Linked DNA regions of Rattus norvegicus: region 1 is linked to region 2. Evidence: chromatin contacts called from public Hi-C data. All regions are on one chromosome and are shown on one strand. The core of a region is the stretch at or near the end of the contact, and the rest is flanking DNA. Distances in the headings are between cores, read along the strand shown.

Region 1 (3,797 bases), core at 474-2,973, 250 kb before region 2:
TGCAGCAAAGTTCTAGAGGAAGGGCTCAACTCTGGCCCAGTTCTGGGCTAAGTGGCTGCTGCGTGCCGGCATAGTTGGCTATGATGTTTCCTCTTAATTTATTCAGCTCTGGGTTCTAGTGTCTAGTCCAGAACCGCCCAGTAGAAAGTTCTCCCTTGTCACCTCCCTCCCCAAAACGTGACTTATGCTATCCGCTGGACGTTGAAGGATACGCTTGGTCTTAGTGTAGAACCTGGCATACTTTTAAGGCTCCATAAATACTAACAGAAGGACAAGGAGCTGGAGGAGCCAGACGCGGAGGGGCTCGGAGCAGGGCTGAGCGCAGAGAAAGGAGGATGTCCCCGAGGGGGGCCGGGCGCTCGGAGTACGTCACTGCGCCGTTCCCACGGAGCTGGGCGTAGACGACCAAGGCTCCGAACGCCGGCCGCACCGGCCAGCTCCGGCCTCTCCACCGCGCGCGGCACCTCACCTGGGGTGTCAGCAGGCGCGGGGCCTCGGCGCCCGGTCCCCGCTGCTGGGCGGTCTGCCGGGCCCCGTCCGGGAGCCGCCGCCCCGCGTCCGACAGCACGCTGGGCGGTGGCTGTGCCCGAGTCACCTGCTTCAGAACCCGCTGCAGCTGCTCGGGGTCCAGCGGAGCCAAGCGCACGGTACCGTGGCTCCGGCCCGGAAGAGTCGAGCCACTACCGCCGACTTCCCCGGGCTCCGGCTCCGCGCCCGCCATTGCGGCCTAAGGGGGGCTCGAACCCGCGTCGCTTGAAGCGGCGGGGCGGAAGTGCGTCACCCTGTAAAGGGCGGAACCTACGAGTGCCCGGCAGGCAAAAACGTCGCTGAGACTCCGAAGCGGTATACTTAATTGTCGCCACCTCGCGGCCGCCGCCGCTTCCTTAGTATTTCGATCTCCTAGTATCATTTGCTCCATGCTGACGTCCCGGATCCTCAGTGGAGGTTTTCAGGGTTCCAGAGACCAGAGTTTACACTAATCTGTAATCCTAAAGTTCAAATGTCTTTCTAACCCCACTGGAGAAATTTGGAGTTACAGTCACGGACCACTGCTTCTGGTTTTATGAGGTGCTGGGGCTTTATGAATGCTAGGACAAATACTCAACCGAGTTATGATTTAAAAGGGGGCTCCTCAAGAGGGAGTCAGGTTAAATGTCCGAGCATAAATTTTAGTGGCTTTCAAGTTAACAAAAGGTTGCTCAAGGAAACCTTTCCCCCTCTGCAGTAGATGAGTTTAGAGGGTGGCTCAGGGTGACTCTAGAGGGTCCTTTCAGGGACTGCGGTCTGATCAGATAAAACCATAAGTCACAAGGATTGTACAAAGGGGTTAAGATAACATTATATTATTATTTGGGGACGGAGGGTGGAGTTCAAGACAAGGTTTCTCTGTGTAACCTACACAGAGTGTCCTAGAACTCCCTCTGAAGACCAGGCTGACCCTGAACTCAGATATCTGCCTGCCTCTGCGTCTTGAGTGCTGGAATTAAAGGTGGGTGCCATCAGTGCCCAGTTTTTAACATTTTTTTAAGAATTTCTATTCAGAAGGAATATTCTCTTTGTGTTAGCAACCTTCTCGGTAATTGTTGTCAATTATGCTGAAGTCCTTGACTGCCAGCTGGCAGGAGGCTTCAGTCCAACTCCAGGGTAACGACTGCTTTTCCCTTCCCATGTCCGCTCAGTTTTACCCTGCCTCACGATAGGATTATAAAGCTTGCATTTAAAAAAAAATCTTTTGGTTTTATGTGTATGTGTGTGTTGCCTCGGTGTATGTACACAACTCGTGTTCCTGGTGCCTTCAGAGGCCAGAAGACGGTATGGGAATCCCCTGGAACAGATAGAGATGGCTGTGAGCCACCATGTAGGTGCTGGGAATGGAACCCAGGACCTCTGTAAGAGCAGCCAATGCTTGTAACCACTGGCCCATCTCTCCAGCCCCAAAAACGTTTGCATATATGGCATTCGTGCTCCGAAACCACCTCAAGTATTCTCGGGGTGACCATCCATCCCACAGCTACCTGGCATCTAGAGTGACCATCCCAAGGGCAGGAATGACATACTACTCATTGGGTGCCCAACACAAGCTCTGGGCCAAAACATACACTCAGAAAATGATGGATGGGTGGATGGGTGGGTGGACGGATGGGTGATTGGTTAGATGGGTGGGCAGATCCATCCATCCATGCATGTGTCCAACCCCCTCACATTTCTGTCTGTCCGTCTAGTTCCACTACCTCCTCAGCCTAACTTCTCTCTTACTGTAGTGGTTCTGTGCATCAGCTCTTCCCTGAGTAGCACAGTAGGGCCCCTGGTCAACATATCCTTATTAAGGCCCTGTTGGGTGGATGAGGGTCCCTACCTGGGAGGTCTGAAGTTGAAGTAGAAAGAGAGTGAGATTAGCAATCACGAGTCAGCATGAGGAGATGAGGGAGACACATAGGAGAGGGACTGGGGTCAGCCCAATGCCAGGGAAGGCTCTGATTATTGCTTTAGATTATCTTTCCATTTTTAAACTCTGTGTGTGTGTGCGCGCGCATGCGTGCCTGAATATACTATGTGTGTGCAGCACATGTGAGCAGGAGCCTGAGGAGGTCACAAGAAAGCATCTAATCACCTGCAAGTGGAGGTACCAATGGTTGCAAGCCACCATGTGCATGTATGCACTCATGCATGCCTGTGCTCGTGTTGAGAATAGAACCCAGGTCTAATTAACCTTTATCATTACCGTAGCCAGTGTCACCCTGCAGTGTCCTGAGTTACTCCACTGGCATCTTCACTAAGGTTGTCCATGGGGTCTTGGTCTTAGCGGAACAGCTTCTGGTTACATAAATAACTCCTGCTGTCCTGGAGCTCGCCATCTGCCCGCCTCAGCCTCCTGAGTGCTGGCATTACAGGTGCTTGTTACCACGCCCACACGTTTGTTCAGTATTTCCCTCCTTTTCTCTTCTCTCCAACCACAAGTCTAGAATTACCCCATTCTCCAGAAGGTCGACTCAGCTTTAATGTCCTCTTGAATGTGCTGGAGAGAAAAAGGTTATCATCTGAGAGGATGTGTGTGTTTCAAGTTAACAGACAAAAGATGGGTTATCAGAGGACAGTATCTGAATCATGAATGCTGAATAGTATTTGTAAAGGAACACAGAGGACCAAGCATGGTGCAGCGCACCTCCGATTCTACTACAGAGGTTCTTATGCCTCCAGTGCCAGGGTTAAAGGGGTTAAAGACATTCACCACCATGACTAGCTTCTAAATAATTTAAATTTTATTTATTTGTTTACTTTTGTTTTATTACATTCTGTTTTTGAGACAGGGTTTCTCTGTGTAGCTTTGGCTGTCCTGGAACTAGCAGTGTAGACCAGGTTGGCCTTACCGCCTGCCTCTGCCTCCAGAGTGCTGGAATTAAAGGTGTGTGTCCCGGTGGCCGCCCACTTCGGGTGGTTTATTCTGAATCTCTACAGATGTATGTGTTGCAGGCAGCAGTCTGCAATTCCTTCCTCTGTCTCAGCACTTCACCCAACGGATCCCACTTACTGGACAGTCAAGGCTACACCAGAGAGTCATCTGCTTTCTTTCTTCTCTTATCAAAAGGGTCAGTCCTGTCACCATCTGCCAGTCCTTTCCCATGTCCACTGACACAGAGAAGTCATGCCAAAACCACAGTTCGAAGGGCTGGGCTCCAGCTTGGTGGCAGAGGGTCCAGCCATCACTAGCAGGGCTCTGTCTGCTTCATCCCTAGATCTGAAAATGACAAACAGAAACAGATTACCCTTCCCTTGCGCTGATGGAGCTACTGCCTAGT
Region 2 (4,012 bases), core at 1,062-3,561:
AACAACAACAAAAAGGGTGAGCTTAGCATGTGCAACACCCTGGACTCAACCCCAGCATAGATAACACAGCTGCTAACAAGCAGGAGACCTTAAGGCATCACCGTGGATTTAAAAGGACGGGATGCGGGGACTTGCTGAGGAGAGACCGGAGGGGAGGCATTTGAAATGTAAAATAAAAAAAATAAATAAAATAAAATAAAAACCTTTCCCTATGTTTCTGTAAGTGAACAAGAAATTAATGAAACATTGAATCTCTAGAACTCTTATAAACACAGAAGAGAGTTATTTCAGTCTCAAGACAGCCCAATTCCTTAGTGAACTTTCAAAAGTGCAAGTCATTATGGAACCTCGCTAGGATGCTGGATCACCCCTTTGCTGAAAAGAAATGAGTCCTGTGCAGACACTTGTTCCATCCCACCCTTGATCCAAGATGGACAGATAGGAGAAAAACAAATCACCAAAGACAGAGAAAGATGAAAACTTAGGATTTTGTTTTTGTAAAGAGAAACCATGACTCATGGTTTTTGTGTGTTTTTATACTGAAATCACTAATTTCAATACACAAACTGTACAACCAAAAATATAAAAGAATTAGCTAGGGCCAAACTACTCAAAATCTTTAAAAAACATAGGTTAAAATTTATTTTAACAAAATGTATTTGCACATACCCACAAAAGACTAAAAAAGTGGGGGTCAAGGGGCTCACAGGGGCTCTGCAGAGGCAGAAGGATCCCAGCTGACTTTCGGGCCTGTTTCAATTTTTCTATAATTACATGGACTTTTGGACCAAAATATTCCATGCAGGAATAAACACAAACTTCGACGTAAAGGAAACAACCTCGGCCACACGAACACTCTATAGTCACTAACAGCATACTGTTTTAAACATTCCGTGTGGATTCAAGAAAAATACTTTGCTGCCTTCTAGATGCAGGCCCAAACCAAGGCCACGTTAAACATTTTGTAATTAAGAATAGCCTTTAAGCGATACGTTGTATCTGGATACAAACTATCGAAAAGGGCAGCCACACTGGTTTTCTAACCCAGCCCAAAGCCTTAGGAACTCTAAGGAATTTGCAAGCAAATCTTCTCAGACCACCTGATTCAATCCCCTTAATAAGGGCTACTCTCCTAGACAGCACATCTGGATTCCTAAGGATACACCACACCCATTCACCAGCGTGCACACATGCTCCCCAGATGCTACAAAGTGGTTTACAGGACTCAAGAAGGAAGGAATCCTGTAAGCAAGCTCCAGATACCAGATGAATCTACGGATGTAGAGCGTCTCTCTACTGGAAGACACAACTCAGCTTTTTTTCCTCCTTCCCCGACTAGGTAAGCAAGAGTTCTTAAATCTTTGAAACCAGACTTAAATGTTACAGGGCTGTCATTAGGGTCATGTAAGCAACAGTTTCAAGCCATGATCAGCAAAACAAGCAATTCTGATTGGAAACTGGTTATGTTGAGTCTAGTCAAAGGTCCGGTACTAGCTGGTGACCTTGGACCAGCCACGGGACTAGGTTTCTTGGTTTGTAAAATAGGGAGGGAGATACACCCACTCAGCAACGATGCTGTGAGGCCAATGGAGGCCTATGCGTAGGCAGCCAGATAGCAGAGATGCTGGGTGCCCAGGGCCTGCCCACTCCGGGTCCCGCCAACGCACCGGTACCCGAGCCCACCGAGGGGCCAGCACCTAGGCTGCCCTAGACAGATTCTTCCCAAAGCGAGCTATGCTTGGACACGAATCGAAACCAAAAAAGCTCATGTGACTTTGGAGGCATGGATGCGGCCCTGTGCCCAGCCGGGACCGGGAGACGCGGTCTCCACCCAACTCGGCCATCTTGAGAAGCCGCGGAGACAAAGCGACCCCACTGTGCGGGCGCTAGCGGTCCCGGCACCCTAGCTGCTCCACGCGACTTGGGAGGGGGCGCCGCGCACCTTTGAGGGTGGAGCGCTCCACCAGGACCGTGTGGACCTGCGGGTCTGACAGGAACTTGCGCATCTGCTCCAGGGCGCTCTTCTCCTCCAGCGCCGCCTCCAGCGCAGCCGGCGCGTCGCCGCCGTCCTCCAGCAGCAGCGGAACCAGCTTACGAAGGTGCTTCTGCAGCACCGACACGTCCGCCACATTCTGCACCGCGGACACCTCCAGGCCGGCCGAGCCGTCCTCACCGCCGCCGGTCTCCGACATGGCGGATCCGCGGAAGGGAGAGAGATAGAGAAGAGAGAGAGAGAGAGCCGAGAAGAGCTACCTCCGGAACGAGGGAGCAGTGAGCGAAAGAAACCGGCGACAGAAGACGCTGTGTCCGCTAGCCCGCGGCCGACTGCGGACAGCGGAGCCGGCTCCGCCCTAAAGGCCACCGCTCCCGCCGGCCCCGCCCCGCCCCGCCCGCTGGCTGCAGCCACCGGCGCCCGCTCGCGGTCGGCGTCGCGACGTTACGCATGCGACTGGAGGCGGGGCTAGGTGCGGCGCCGCGTGGCCTTTTGGGACTTGTAGTCGGAGTGCTGGGTGGGGACCATTTCTCTCTTCCCCGGAGTGGTCCAGGAACCGTGTCTGGCTCCATTGCCAGGTGGCAGAGAATATCACAGAGCCAGCCCCTCAGGCTCCATAAATAGGGGCGTCCCCACAGTGACCTCGCTAAACTGTCAAGGGAGAGGATGGAAAGGGCGATGTTCTTAGCTGAGGAACTGGAGTCTAAGGAAGAGAAGGTTATGTATGGGTGGAGCAGCAACTGCTCTGCAGTCTAAGGTTAGGCTTAAAGAAACCTGGATAACATCCAGCTGTGATGGGCCCTGGATTCTGAACACAGCGTCATTTACCAAGCAAGGGTGATATGACTGAAACAGGAGGATTCATATGAATGAATCTACTGACAACAGTATGCTCCTCCCCAAGCCCTGAACCTGCACACCACTGCTCTGTGGGTTCAAGAATCTGGGTCGGCAGGAGGTAGGGGCTTGGATGCCTCCCAACTAAGTTTCCTTGCATCTGACCCATCACCCCTCCTCCCATACAGGGAGGACAAAAAGGCCAGAATCTAGATGTTTACTTTCTTGGGGATAGTAACTGGCCTTTGAAAGTTCAGATCATAACTTGCCTGTTCAATTGGGAAGAGGGAACTAAGCCAAAGTGATCTTTAAAAATATAATAATGCCGAGTTAGAAAGCTGAGTCCTGATTGGTGGGACGATGATGGGATGACTTGATTTTCCCAAATCATCTTTGGCAAATGGAGAGCCCTACAATATGCTTATTCCTTGCACAATTGCCCAGTGCCAGGTCCCAGAGGCAGCTGATGGAGCCCAGAAACTACTTATATGATTCTTCTAGAGAGAGAGAGAGAGAGAGAGAGAGAGAGAGAGAGAGAGAAACAGATACATATCCCTGTCCTCCCTCCATCAGCCCACTCCCACTCTAGTATAATATGTCCAAGAAGTCGTAAATAGTCCTGCAGAGGGGAGAGGACAGACCCAAAGCTACCGGGGCAAGCTGTTACTGTGGAAATGCGGATGTACCAGCAGTGACCAATACCTGCATAACCTCAGAGATAGGAACAAGGACAAAAAGCCCGAGATTCAGAAACCTGCAGGGACTCGGTGGGGGTGGGGCTGATCGCACACTGGCTGCACTGTGAGTCAGCATATGGGAAGTGCCGTCATTCAGTCATCCAAGGGACTCTCTCATCTGCAACCTGGCTCCAAGTCAAGGAACAGATAACAGGCTCAGACTTTGGATTACGATCATTTTTTCAAAGAAGACAACAGAAACGATCTGTTTACAAGGATTTACAAACAGACCAAACCTGCTTGCTTTTTTTTTTTAAATAAAAAATATACTAAATGTGTCTGTTTTTTGAATATAGTGAGAATAGGTCTGCTGCACACAGGCTGCTGAAATTTCTAAGGGCGTCATCCCAGAGGCCGGCCAGGCTGAGACGGGGCTAACTAACGAAAAAGCAGGGCTTGCCTGAAGATGCCCTCCTGCCTCGTGGCACAGCACTCGGCTGATCCA

What was found. A called contact is a pair of places that touch in the nucleus more often than the background predicts.
Region 1: a contact with region 2 is called in a Hi-C map of liver, with 6 times the contacts expected there. The contact joins the promoter of Zfp839 here to the promoter of Dync1h1 in region 2. A contact is called at or near these places in 9 of 12 Hi-C or Micro-C datasets (the A7r5 cell line, Schwann cells, frontal cortex and 5 more) and 1 of 1 datasets of contacts at active chromatin or transcription factors (oligodendrocytes).

The regions. Positions count from the first base shown.
Region 1 is chr6:135,684,058-135,687,854 of GRCr8, reverse strand. It overlaps Zfp839 (zinc finger protein 839), which reads right to left and starts at 1,723. Exons shown (of 8, transcript XR_010052386.1): 1 at 470-1,723. It overlaps LOC108351302 (a long non-coding RNA gene), which reads right to left. Exons shown (of 3, transcript XR_001838583.3): 3 at 3,239-3,736.
Region 2 is chr6:135,434,777-135,438,788 of GRCr8, reverse strand. Dync1h1 (dynein cytoplasmic 1 heavy chain 1) reads right to left here and starts at 2,311. Exons shown (of 78, transcript NM_019226.3): 1 at 1,943-2,311. The coding sequence starts at 2,192. It overlaps LOC120103624 (a long non-coding RNA gene), which reads left to right and starts at 2,422. Exons shown (of 2, transcript XR_005506332.2): 1 at 2,422-4,012.